Linked DNA regions of Mus musculus: regions 1 and 3 are each linked to region 2. A link is a contact called in public HiChIP or PLAC-seq data. All regions are on one chromosome and are shown on one strand. Each heading gives the region's core, a stretch centred on a gene start, on an enhancer-like site or on the middle of the called end of the contact. The rest is flanking DNA. Distances are from core to core; before and after follow the strand shown.

Region 1 (4,078 bases), core at 287-2,786, 1.3 Mb before region 2:
CCACAGACTGGCATTGTTAAGAACTGCATGGTTTGTGGAGGAAGAAAGAGTCCCAAGGAGATAGTTACTTCCCTCTGACTTTTGGCATCTTCTGTGCAATGAAATGGTTACCTCTCCTGGTGGAGGGTAGCAATACGCTGAGTCTCCAGTTGGAATCTGTGCATGGGACATATGCTGCCTATGTCTATCTTGTTTGTCTTACATGGTGGTCAAGAGAGACTCTGCATTGTCCCCCAAAGAGACTGGGGGCCAAGGATTTTGCAACAGCCACAGAAGAGTTCCAGGTGTGACTAAAGTAAGGGCCAGGTACTGCTGGCTCAAAGAATGGGACCAAGGATCAGGACTAGTGCTAACTGAACATATGGTTCAGATGAGGAGCTGGGTACCTGCAGAACAGAAAGGCACAGGTCTACGACTGTAAGAGGTTAGGAACTTTCCAAGCCCAGTGCTCAGCCAACTTTAGCCAGCTCTCAAGACAGTTCTAGAAATTTCCCTTTAGCCTTAGACAAGAGAAAGTCTCACTTCCCGAAGAACATTCTTTTGTTTCTACCCAATCACCCCCCCCCCTTTTGTGGGGAAATAAGGAGTTAGTTTACTTTGTCCTGGAGCCAAAGGGAGAGTTTAATGAAAATCGATAAAGAAATTAAGGATGATCAGGGGAGAGCAGAAGAGCTTAATTTCAAGTCCAAGGAAAAAGTCTCTGAGGTGTGGGTGGACGTGGGAAGGGAAACTGCGGCTTACATCACACGCCAGCTCACCTTTCACGCTCTGGGGTGCATGGAAAATAGAGACAGGGAGGTCTAGGCAAAGACCCTGGGCAGGAGGAAGTGGGCTCGGTGGTGGTAGCGGTGGGGAGGGCTCCATTGCCTGCTTACTAGAAGTCTCTCCCCACTGTGCTCTGCTCGGTGGTCATGAGTCAGAAATAGTACATTTAAAAGAAATTAAGCAGTTTCTCCCATCCTGTTGCCCTTTTGAATCTCACAGTTGTTATTCAAGTGAGGCAGGGAGTGGTGGCTACCTCCATTCCGATTTACAAAAGTTCAAGTAAGACTGACAAAGGTAGACAACAGGAAGCACAGGGCCAAAGTGGGAGCCCCGTGCTTGTCCTCTCTGTCCTCTCTCGTCCACTTAGATCCCTTCTCCCCTCCACGATTCAAAAGCAGCAGTAGTGGCCACAGTGTGCGGCCCTAGCACAAGGCAGCCAGCACAAGGCAGCCAGCGACTTACTTTGCTAGATCCAGTCCTGATAGTTACGTGAGGCTGTGTGGGGAGAGGGGCCTCTGGATGATTTGACCCACAGACCCTTCTTTTCTCAGGAGAAGCTCTTGATTAAGAGACGGGCTACTCTGAAAACAGACCCCCCAGATCCTGCCCTCTCCTCTCTGGGACTCAAGTCTTGCTTCCACCCTGTAACTGACAATGAATTCAGCTGCCCTGGGAACAGGCTGGGACTGAACCCAGCGTCTCAGAGCCACAGTCAGCTCTGACTGGAGCATGGCAGAGAAGGGGAAAACCTTGACCCAGTCTTCTCTGAAGAGTGTGACTCATTCCTTTCCCTTACAGTCTAACTTCAGTCTGTCTCCTGGGTAGGAGCAGAGAGGATTAAGGCTTGAAAGGGTGGAATCAAACCCCCACCCCACCCCCATTCCCATCCCGTGTACTTTCCCTCTGCTTTTACTAGGATATCACTGACATGGTGGGCCAGTACTGACCAGAGTGCCAGCTGGGAGCTGCAGCTTTCCTGCCAATCGGTTCCAACCTGAATTTGAAGCTTTGGAGCTGCAAGGCAGTCTGGATACCTAAGTGATTCACACTGGGGCTCTGTGGGACACCATGTGCTGTGCAACAGCGGCCCCTGGTGGACAAGAGCTCTACTGGCAGCCCTGCCAGGCCGCGAGGCAGCATTTTCCTGGAAGTGCTGTGGCTACTGGGCTACGGGCCCCACCATCAGCAGTTAGGACCAGAAAATATATCCTGAGACATACAAGGAGGGAGGGGGAATGGTTAAAATTCAAGACAACCAACGTTTCTTACAGGAATATGATCCTCTAGGTGAAAGATGCAGACAGATCTTGCAATCTACTGTACCCCTAGCCCCTAATCCTGAGGCTTCCCCAAAGGATCAGCTATGTATCTTTTACAGTTAATTAATTAATCATGTGTTATAGAGTGACCATGCACACGTGCCACGGTGCTCATGTGGAGGTCAAAGGACAGCTAGTCATCTTTCCTTCCATCCTGTGGGTAGAGGGGATTCAGCCCAGGCATCAGGCTTGGCCTCTGACTCTGCGCAATGTTTGTTGGGCAGAACACTCCTGTCTCCCAGGTCATGACTGAGCATGCTCCCTGCCACTCATCACCCTTTGGCGTGGGGGGTGGGGGGCTGGAGATGCTGTCACCCTTTGGCTTGCCAAGGAAATGGCTTGCATTTCTTTGCACAGACACAGACACACATACAGACACACACACAGACACACACACACAGACACACAGACACAGACTCAGACACACACACACACACACACACACACACACACACACACACACAAACACACACACACTCCTACCACCAGCCATGGGGCTGACGTGAGGTATAGCCTCTGCCAGCAGTTTCAGGGTCCTGTGTGAAGTGAAGGCAGCAGATGGAGGAGTGGGGCGGGTCCTTCAGCAAGGAAAGAATGGCTAACATATTTGAATATATTTCTGTGGGATATGAGCTAAGTCCCATTACACTCTAGGGCCTCATGCATTGTGCCAGATTCTCCTTTCTCTCTCCCTCTTCAGACTCGAATCATTGCATCTCCAAGCAGACAGAGGAACTGGTGGTCCAGGATGCATAGCCAGTGTGAGACAGATGAGATAAAGAGCAAGCAGTCAAGGCTGGGGATGCTTCCTGGGTAGAGGCTGCCACGCTGGCATTAGCACGGATGCCTGTTCTCTCGTGGCTAGTGGCTCTCTAAGGAACCAGAGGATGTTTCCCAATAGCATTTAGTAAGTTTTCTGGTAGCATGTGGAGTATGAATGGATTTTGTAAGACACAATGTGAAGTAGGAAAACGAGATGGTGCTGAGCTCTCTCGGCTGGGAACTCTGGTACCTGTCCCCTGGGTGTGTCTGTCCCCTGGGTGTGCGCGGATGCTTCCCGAGAAGCCATTGGAGCAGAACTTGCAGCCTTTTGACCCGGTGCCCTGCTTTGGAACGCTCCCTTCCTTCTCTGTGTGGGGGCAACCAGGGCTGAGAAGACTCTGGTCTGTGGATAAAATGTTACTTAGTGTGCATTTCTTCCAAAGGACTCAGGAAACACGGAAAATTCTCTGTGAAGATGATGCTAGTTCTGTGGTGAAGAGAGGCTGTACCTTAGGGGACATTACAAAGGGGAATTGACTGGGGGCGGAGGTGATGCTTCTGGCACACACAGCAATGTGATGCTGGGCTACCCTTTGGCTTTTGAGTGGAGAAGCGTCACTGGGAGCAGGGGACACAGGGCTTCTGGCAGCAAAAGGAAATGGGAGACTGTGAACATCTGTGAGCATCAGTGCAGATTGGGATGGAACTGAACCAGAAGCGTGCCCTTCCTTGGACATTCTGGTACTGACCGTGTAGAGCAAGTGATGGCGGGCCTGTTGATTGCCCACAGAGAGGGAAGGGCTGTGAGAAAAAAGATGAGGCTTACGGGGAAAGGGAGACAGACGGACAGAAAGACCTGTGGAGATGATGAGCGTGTTCAATTTTCAGAGCTGGGCTGGGGCCTCTTCTTAGATCAGTTCAGAAGCACAGATGAACATGTTTGTAGATTTACGAGACAGTCTCCTGCCTCTGACTTACTCAGGCACAAATTCATCTTTTATGATGATTTTGAAGTTTGTTTCTCTGATGAGTAACGATTCAGAGAACTGTTTCATATCCTTGCTGTCCATTTGGTTGTCTTGTGTTTTTTTTTTTTTTTTTGAAACGACAGTCTGAGATGTTTTCTCATTTAAAAACATCGGATCGTTTGTCTTGACTTATTGATTTATAAATTTTAAAATGTATTCTAGACACAAATCCCTTTTCAGATAGAGATGGCGAGAATAAATGTT
Region 2 (4,304 bases), core at 98-2,597:
AGTCAGGTTTCACTTTGGGCACAGTTCTATCAGTGGTTCATCGTCATCTGAAATGTAGTTCAACTAGAGTAACTGCTGAGCACAGACACTGACAGGTGTCTCATAGACCACTCGGTATGGGGACTTAAGACTAGCCATGTACTGTTGTCATACTATTTGTTTATACTTGAAAAAAAAATCTTTTTAAAAATCAAGGCTGGAAGTCTTCAGAATGAGTAAGGGCAAGAAAGTCATCCTGACAGTATGTCAGGTTCACCTGTGGATGCAAATTCAGCTATAACATACAGAAGTTTATCTTCAGTATCTGAACACTGGACTACAAGATCTTGCAGGAAGCTTAGTTGGGGCTGGAAAGGGAGCAGGGAAATGAGGAAAAGGGAACTAGAAACAAGATTGCAAATGGGAAGGGCAGCGAATGTATCCATCCTAAGGGGGCGGGGTGGGGGTGGTCTCTTGCAACTAGACTGAGGAGACAGTTGAAACAGGTTGAGACTGCTACTGTATTGTAACTTTAAAGGGGTTTATTATATAGGAAACTTACCCCCCACCCCCACCCCAAGAAAAATAATAAAGATACAGGATTTTTTTTTGGCAGACAGACTTCAGTCGATGAAGTTTCAAATAATATCTACCTTAAAAAGGGATCAGAGAGTTGGGTCACTCTTATCTAGAATACACTAAGCCCAGTGGAAAACGGTCCACAATTCCTGAGGGGTGGAGCTGTTTAGAAAAAAAACGAAAAACAAAACAGCCAATTAACAAGCCTTCAGCTTCACACTGAACTCTATTCAGTAAGAAAAGAAAGGAAGGAAGGAAAGGAAGAGAATGAAGACGTTAGAATATCCCGTGTGAGCAGTAGAGACCACACATTAGGCTGGGGGAAGAAGCCATGTTTTAGGTTTTTGTCTTGGGCCGAGAACTTGTATTCAAAAAGCCTCAAACATTACACTTAAGTCTATGTGTTTAACTATGATGAATGTGTTTACTAACAGGGCAGAACCTCACACACACAAAAAGGCGAAAACCCACTCTAGGTCTGTCTGTGGCAACGAAGCTCTCCGCCAACGATCACCACCATACCCATCCACGGGAAAGCTCCCTCTACACGCCGAAGAAAGCGTAGCCTCCGAGGGCTCTCCCGCCACGCCGCGCGAGATGCTTCGCTCGGCCTCCTGGGAAATGTAGTTTAAGTCACTGAAGACGGCTTAGTCAGGCCAGTAAAGAGTGAGTCCAAAAAAACTACAACTCCCGGTGTGCTCCAGGGTGACGAGCGGCCGCAGCAGTGACGACTGTAGCGGTGAAGGGCCGGAGGGGGCTCTGCGTTCTGGAGTGGCGCTGCTTGGTCCGGCGGCTGGGTGAGGGCTGCTGGTGTCGCGTTTGAGGAGAACTGCGAGTGTGTTTGGCATATCCCCGTCAGGATCCCAGCTACGATGAGTGCTGCCCGGGAGTCTCACCCGCACGGGGTGAAACGTTCAGCCTCCCCCGACGACGATGTAAATAACAATGGATGAGGGTTGAGGCCTAGTGAAGGCTGGGGTAGGCCGGGAAGGGTGGATGGAGGAAGAAGCGCCCGAAGGAAGGGGGCGCAACGAGGGATGTCTTCCTTTTCCTACTAGAATCTGAAGGATTGAAGAGGCCCTGAGCTGAGATACAGAGACCTGCGTAGGAACGGGGGTTGAGGAAGGAAATCCTGAGAAGGGTCGAAAAGGAAAAAGAGCTTAATCGAGATGTCTTTGCGTTTTGGGAAACCGGTGAAGCTCATTTCTTAGTCATTTCAGGATAGATATGTCATAGTCCTGACATTGGTCTAAAACGCTCCTCTGGCAATCGCGAAATGTTCAGTCACATTTGGACAAATTTTCCAGCCCGAATCCTTTTTTGCAGTGTACTGGTAATTGCTGCCCTAACTACACCATTCTTAATAAACAGAGACCAATATTAAGCCGAAGATTGTGGTAGACAGTTTGGGGATGGAATAATGGCGAGGTCAGAGGGAGTGAGACCCAGAAGCGCATTTTGATGTCAGATACCTTTTTCCTGCCCTCTCATGCCTTCAGCTCATCAGTTTAAATAATAAACTGTCCCTTATTAACCTGTTCAGTACTGACTACAATGCCAGATACTGGAATTGAAGATTAATAAAGAGGATGCTTATATTTGTCTTAGCTCTAGCATAGTGTTTAGAAACTGCAGGTAACTTGTAAAATTAGGTTCTTCTATAATGAAATCCCTTGGAAACATTGATGGGGAAGTTGGTGGGAAGGGGACATGAGGAAGTCATCTTTGAGACAGATGAAAGCTGGTCTCGCTTATTCATACACTGTCAGCTTCAGAATTGTAACTTTTAGTGCAGTTTGACATCTTTCATAAGTCCTTTGTGAGCCATAAAAGGTTCCCTGAATTATTTTGTAGTTAATGAGAGAATACTAAGAACCACACTCCTTTGGTTGGAAGATGGGGTGTGGACCAGAATTGTAATAATAGAATAAATTTTAGCCTTGTGAGGAAGATTAGTAATCAATTAAAAAAGAGTGGAGGGATGACTGGTTGTCTGTGAGATTAATTCATGTCCCTTGTCTTCCCTGCGACTGGAATTTAGATCTTCCATTGTTAATACCGCCATTCTGCATTGTTAGGAATTTGTCTAGGTTTTTTTAGTGATCTAGATTGTAGATGTAAAAGAGCTGTTACATTGTTTTCCTCCCAATATCAACTGTGAGTTGATTCCGAGAATGTCACACATTCTTGCTTTGATAGACTCAGAAATAAAACAACTTTTTAGCCAGGTGAACTTTGATATATTTCAAATCCTATAACTGTTGTCTTGATAGTTGATTTATAGGTGATTATAATTGCATTTTCAAGATTGGGACCTGTGACTTTACCTATACTATCATAAAGACGACTGTGTTGTTGTTGTTATGCTATATACAGTAATGTGTCCCTTAACAGTGGTTTTCTTAACTCAGTTTCCATTATATATGGTTATTATTTTTTCTGCTAACTGGATATTACCTTGCTTGATGTTTTTGTTTGTTTAGCTCATCTGTATTTTCAAGATACACCTGGTAATTTTAGAAAATCAACTATCAGTTTATGTGTTAGTATCTGCTGCAAGGTTTTCTGATTCAGTGATTTGATGCATAATTGAGGGCAACAAAACCAGAAGATACTAGAAATAGATATCATATCTCAGAATGCGCTGCTAGGAAAGGGTGACATAGAAATAGTCTCAAGTACAGTGGGATATGTGTATGAGGAGTAACACCCTGACTGCAGTCTGTGGGGAGGAGGAATGAAAAGGGCTTCTTAAGGTTTCATTGGTTTGCTAGAAGTGGATAATGAAAGCTGTTCTATCAGAGTGGGAGAATCACAAGTACAATTAGGCACTGTGTTTCAGAGTGTAGTATTTTGGAAATGTGCTTGCTGTTCTTGGAAAGGAAGAACGAATAAACAACGATGCATTAAAAGAATATAATTAGAGATTGTAAAAATAGAGTTACTTAGGTAAAAACGTTGTCAAGATGTTTGCTGCTGTGTTCTTGTTGGGTATGTATGTGCTGGTCATTGAAACCTGGGCCTTATGTATAAGCTACAACCCCAGCCTGAGTGTATTCTTGAAAGAGAATGGGAAATTGGAAAAGTTGGATTTTAGATAGTTGTGTTTTTAGCCTTCTACAGTTCTGCAACTGTGCTTTGTAATTTGGCCCCATGCAGTATGTGTGGAAGAAGCAGAGGTTGTGGCCAGAGCATGGGGCAGCTCATGCAGTTTCTGAGCCTTAGCGCCCTTTATTCCCTGCCCACTGGTTTGCTTGTTGGACTGTGAGTGGCTCTAGAGCAGCGGTTCTCAGCCTTCCTAATGCTGCGGCCCTTTAATTCTGTTCCTTGTGTTGTGGTGGTCCCCAGCCATAAAATTTTTTGTTGCTACTTCCATAGCTGTAATTTTGCTACTGTTATGAATCATAGTGTAAACATCTAATATGCCACCCCCAAAGGAGTCTCACAGTTTGAGAACCACTGGGAGTGGGAAGTTATTCGTAAGTTAAAGAAGGTTGCATGTTGAGTGTCCCTTAGGCTGAGAACCAAGAGTGTTTCAGGTTTCAGAATTTGTTGAATTTGGGAATATTTGCATGTATTTTTTAAAGGTTTATTTATTTATTATATGTAAGTATACTGTAGCTGTCTTCAGACACTCCAGAAGAGGGAGTCAGATCTCATTACAGATGGTTGTGAGCCACCATGTGGTTGCTGGGATTTGAACTCAGGACCTTCTGAAGAGCAGTCAGTGCTCTTATCCCTGAGCC
Region 3 (4,542 bases), core at 456-2,955, 1.1 Mb before region 2:
TTAGTAAGATCGTGGCGCTTTGTTTCAGATAAAACACATCTCTTACACAGCACCATTTTTTTTCTCTTTCTTAAAATAATATCTTAAAAGTCGTTGTCCACAGATTTATCGTCTATCCTTTGTTACTCTAAGAGTTACGAATATGCTGTTATGATTTGGACCAAGCAGTTAGTAATGGCACTAGAGGCCAGGTCATCTCAACATTCTGTGTTGGTGATGTAGGTAACATTTAGAACTTCTCACTTTGGCTCTAATGTTAAAATCACCTGGAAAGATTAGCTACACTCACACCTGGGACTCACTTCAGCCATGTAGACCCTGACTTTACTGGTTAGACTGAGGAACATAGTTTTTAACTTTTTTGCCTAGACTTCTATGACTAGAGTATGCAGCTGAGTTAAAGTCACAAATCACTGGTGACCAGTGGTTACATCTGTCATGCTCATCTTGATGAGTTTTGAGTTATCTCTCAGGGTCTGAGTCCTGTCTGCCATGCTGCTAGGAGGGAAGATCAGTGACCCAAAAGGATACCTTTTTGAACAGGAGTATCTGGGAAGAGATCTTCCATTTTGTATCAGACAGAATAGTAAAACCATTATTGTTAAGTACCTGGTTACATATTATTTTGTTTTGAGAAAACAGCACTGGACACCTACCTCATATTCAACAGCCTATAAAACCTAAGTACTAGAACAAAAGAATTGATTTAGATTAATAACCAGAATATCGGGACATCAGTCATATCTTGATCTGCCCACAAGGATATTAATAGGTAACTATTTTAACCTAGCTCTAGAAAAACCAGCTCTTAAAAGATTGCCATCTAGCTAGAGATGTTCTGGTGAACAAAGGCACGTCATTGCTTCTTCTTGTGTGAGCTCCTCCAAACCTGGTCAGGACTAAGTCAGAAGAAGCTACTTGTTCTAAAACTTTAGAAAGTAAGTTAAGGCCTATCCAACATGTAGTTAGGGTAATGGGTCCTTGGCCATTGTCTTCTATACTCCCTTGAGAGTGTGCCTTCCTCTACTTTGAGATAAACTCTATGTGGCTAGGGGTTGGCTCAGTTGGTAAAGTGCTTGCTTAGCACATGTGAAGCCCTGTGTTCTATCACCATCACCACATAAACTGGGTGTCATGGTACATCCGGGACAATCCTAGCTCTGGGGAAGTGGAGGTAAGAGGATCAGATGTTCAAGGTTAGCCTTGGCTACATGGGATCCTCTAATGTTTAAAAAGAAAAAAAAATGTAGTCACCTGATTATGTGACTGTTACTGAGTGTTATGACTAGGAAAAGGACAGGGTTTTGTTAACATTATGTGTCCAATGCTCAGGGACCCAATAAGCAGGTGCTGAGTAGAAGAGGGAATGAAAACATCGCCTCAGACTTGCTCTCATTTTATTGACCTTCTGTCACCATGGATCAGAAATAGACTCTACACTTCCTGCTGTCTGGCCTAGTGAGATGCTGCAGCTGAGAAAAGGTGGCCCTGCACATAGTGACAACTACTTCAGGCTTCACTGAGGACATGAGCGACAGTTCTCTCAAATAGATCAACAGTGTGGAAGACTGGAGGAGGAGGATTTGCGTGCATATCTCTGTTTGCTCTGGCCTCAGGATACATTGTGGTCTGCTAAATCTCTTTAACAGTGACTTCTGAGAGCAACCATCAGGAGATAGCTTGGCTGGGCAGCCTGCCCTGTGTACTTCATCAGTCGCCGCCTTTGCCAGGGAAGAACAATGGAGCCTTTATGCCTCCCACACCCAGGTCCCAGGGTTGCCTTCCAAGGAAAGCCTTGGGCATGGGTTTGCAGCCCTGTGGGGGTGAGGAGAAAGAAAAGGGTTTCCCAGAGCAGGTATCAGTTACCCGACCCCCTAAGAAAGTTTTCTCACCACATCTCCCTTGTTTCTGTCCAGGAACATGGGAGGCAAGAGGGCTAGGGTTTCCTGGTAAAGGACTACATTCAGGCAATGGATTCAAGGGAAACCCAGAGAAAAGGCTTACAAAGCCTTAATGGCTTTCTCACAGTTGATGAAGAAGTCGGGCTAAAGCCTGAGTCTCTGTCAGGGCATTGGAAGAGATATTTATTCATTTATTCCCCTGTCCCATCCCCACACAGAAGACAGCTCATGCTTGTCAGAGAAAGTCCTGGACAACTTGCCTCTCTATGTACTTCTGCAAAACAACTCTCACTTAATCAAGGTTTTTTGTATGTATATATATATATATATATATATATATATATATATATATATATATATATATATATATATATACTGTGATATATACTGTGAAGGGTGAAGGATGTGTAGGTGATATACCATTCAAATATTATAAAACATACCCAACATGTCTCTGTTGATTTTTAGCAAAACCTATCAGCAGTCTTATCAGACAAGTACATTCTTAGAAGTCCAGGTGGAATGACACCTGTAATGAAGATGGTGAAATCACACCATGCAACACTTTGTTATCATAGCATTATGGTTAGTTTTGACTGTCAGCTTGATACAACTTAGATTCTGGAGAAAGCATATCAATTGAAGGATTGTTTAGAATAGGTCAAAATATGGACATGTCTGTTGGGGATTGTCCTGAATGCCTTCATTGATATGTGGAGATACAGTTGACTGTGGGTATCACCATTCCCTAGGCTTGATAGACTGACAGAGTTCTCAAAGTATAGGTACAAACCAATTGTGAGTGAAGGATATACAGAAGTTAAGGAGATGAGCAAGAAACTGTTTCACGACTATAGCAGGGCCAACTCAGTCTCTAGAGGGAGAGCTGGTAGGCACAGTGCCCGTGGGCCTATAAGAACCTTTCCCCATCCCTGGGAGCAGCAAAAAACTGCAGAAGCTAGTGGTGGGGCTGAGAGATTGTGCGTGAACAGCTGGACCTAGGACCATCAGCCAAGCCACTAAGTACTGCCAAGAAGGGAGATGAGGCATGGAAACAGGAAGTACTTTCAGTACTGGAAAGTCCTGAAAGGCAGGATGACCAGACAAATAGTTGGGTGTAGGCAGAGAGGACACTCCAAATTCTAGGATTTGGCATGTAAGTAAAGAAAATAAAAATTGCTAGTTAATTGTCAGTTTTTTTTTTCTTTTTAAGTCAAGGAAGTCTTCCCAGAGAAGTTAAGTCAAATGCTATTCTGTGGAGGGGGAACAAGTCAAAGCGTTGTCAGAAACCTACAAGCAGGGAGTGTGCTCTGCTTTCTACATGTTGGTCATGCTGCAGAAGGGAAGGCTGAAGATAGCAGGATGGAGGCAGAGGCTGTGGGGTTCTCTGGAAGAAGTGCTACAAGCAGAGGCAATCTCAGAAGTTCAGGGAACAGCAAAGAGGCTAGTGCTGCCAAGTCAGGTAGTTGTACGGCTGGAGAGGCCACAGGATGTGCCATGAAGACAGGCTTTGACTCTGTAAAAGGTGCTTGAGACGCTGGGGCATTGGGGTGGAAATGTATAACAAGGGTTTCTCAGGACAATTTCTCCCCATCACTACCACACTTCAGGTGGAATCTAGATCAACAGCCACTTGAGTTTATATCACTATAGTTTCCACTTGAGTTTAGATCACTATAGTTTCCACTTGAGTTTAGATCACTATAGTTTCCACTTGAGTTTAGATCACTATAGTTTCCACTTGAGTTTAGATCACTATAGTTTCCAGCCTCTACAAACTGTTCAGCCTGAATGCTTCATCTTGGCTCACAAACCTCAGTGATTCTGCATCTTTGAGTCTGCACTGTATCCCAGGAGACTACACTGAAGACACTCTCTTTCGCTCTCTCTCTCTCTCTGTGTGCGTGCACGTGTGCGCGCGTGTGGGTGTAGTATACATGTGTAATTTTGTATCTAAAAGAGTATGCACATGCACATGGGGGTCAGAAGTCCAAGCCACTCTCCACTAATCTTTTGAGAAAAGGTCTTCCAGTGAACCCAACAGTCACTGACTGGCTAGGACTGGCTGTTCAGTATGATCTGGGTCTCTAATTATCTCTGTGTCTCCCTGTCCCAGTGCTAGGATTACAGAAGGATGCCACCATTTTGGGGATCCAAATCCAGAGCCTTATGCCTCTATAGAAGGAAATTTACTCACTGAGCTATCTTCTCCCTCCGTAACTGGAGATTCTTTAAGAGCACTTGGAAAGAACCCAGGAAGAAAAGGATGAGAAGGGAAGCCACCACCTCTGACACTGATGAAAACACCTTCTAATGTGATGCCTGGATGGGTTGGGATTGGCATGAAGTTTCTCTTTCGTGGAGCCAAGATTCCTGCTGTGTATCACACACTCCAGGGGAACATGGTTTCCTATGAGAGGTTGAAGCTTAAGGGTGTTACCCAGCACTCTGATGTGATTCTGATACTGTGCATAATTATCTTCCCACTCCTTGTGATGTTCATCTTTAGGTTGGACCCTTGCCTTTAGTCTCATTGGGATCCCACTGATGCTAGTGAGTGTCGGTTGGTCCTTCTGCACTTCTGTCACTCAGGCTCCTAGGAGAGTCCTAATCTCCACTAGGATAGCCCATGTAGTAGAGC

The links. HiChIP or PLAC-seq counts read pairs in DNA pulled down with a chosen protein or histone mark.
Region 1: an H3K27ac HiChIP or PLAC-seq map of embryonic stem cells shows a contact between it and region 2, with 3 times the contacts expected there. The contact joins the enhancer-like site here to the promoter of 1110004F10Rik in region 2. A contact is called at or near these places in 3 of 39 promoter capture datasets (cranial neural crest, hippocampal neurons and maxillary cranial neural crest) and 4 of 115 datasets of contacts at active chromatin or transcription factors (astrocytes, embryonic limb bud, embryonic stem cells and 1 more).
Region 3: a contact with region 2 is called in an H3K4me3 HiChIP or PLAC-seq map of stem cell-derived neural progenitor cells, with 4 times the contacts expected there. The contact joins the enhancer-like site here to the promoter of 1110004F10Rik in region 2. A contact is called at or near these places in 5 of 39 promoter capture datasets (the 3T3-L1 cell line, the C10 cell line, cranial neural crest and 2 more) and 3 of 115 datasets of contacts at active chromatin or transcription factors (embryonic forebrain, large pre-B cells and stem cell-derived neural progenitor cells).

What each region holds. Positions count from the first base shown.
Region 1 is chr7:114,815,880-114,819,957 of GRCm38.p6, forward strand. All of the region lies in intron 7 of Insc (INSC spindle orientation adaptor protein), which reads left to right. Among named protein-coding and RNA genes, the nearest start is that of Gm24982, 15 kb to the right of the region's middle. Within about 2 kb of position 1,537, at least 46 of the 459 cell types and tissues checked have an H3K27ac peak or open chromatin away from gene starts, as enhancers often do. A contact at or near this core is called in embryonic stem cells, where this site is marked.
Region 2 is chr7:116,092,033-116,096,336 of GRCm38.p6, forward strand. 1110004F10Rik (RIKEN cDNA 1110004F10 gene) reads left to right here and starts at 1,348. Exons shown (of 5, transcript NM_019772.2): 1 at 1,348-1,493. The coding sequence starts at 1,431. It overlaps 1700003G18Rik (RIKEN cDNA 1700003G18 gene), which reads right to left and starts at 1,117. Exons shown (of 4, transcript NR_029433.1): 1 at 1,030-1,117.
Region 3 is chr7:114,989,751-114,994,292 of GRCm38.p6, forward strand. No RefSeq gene overlaps it. Among named protein-coding and RNA genes, the nearest start is that of Gm34225, 23 kb to the right of the region's middle. Within about 2 kb of position 1,706, at least 33 of the 459 cell types and tissues checked have an H3K27ac peak or open chromatin away from gene starts, as enhancers often do. A contact at or near this core is called in stem cell-derived neural progenitor cells, where this site is marked.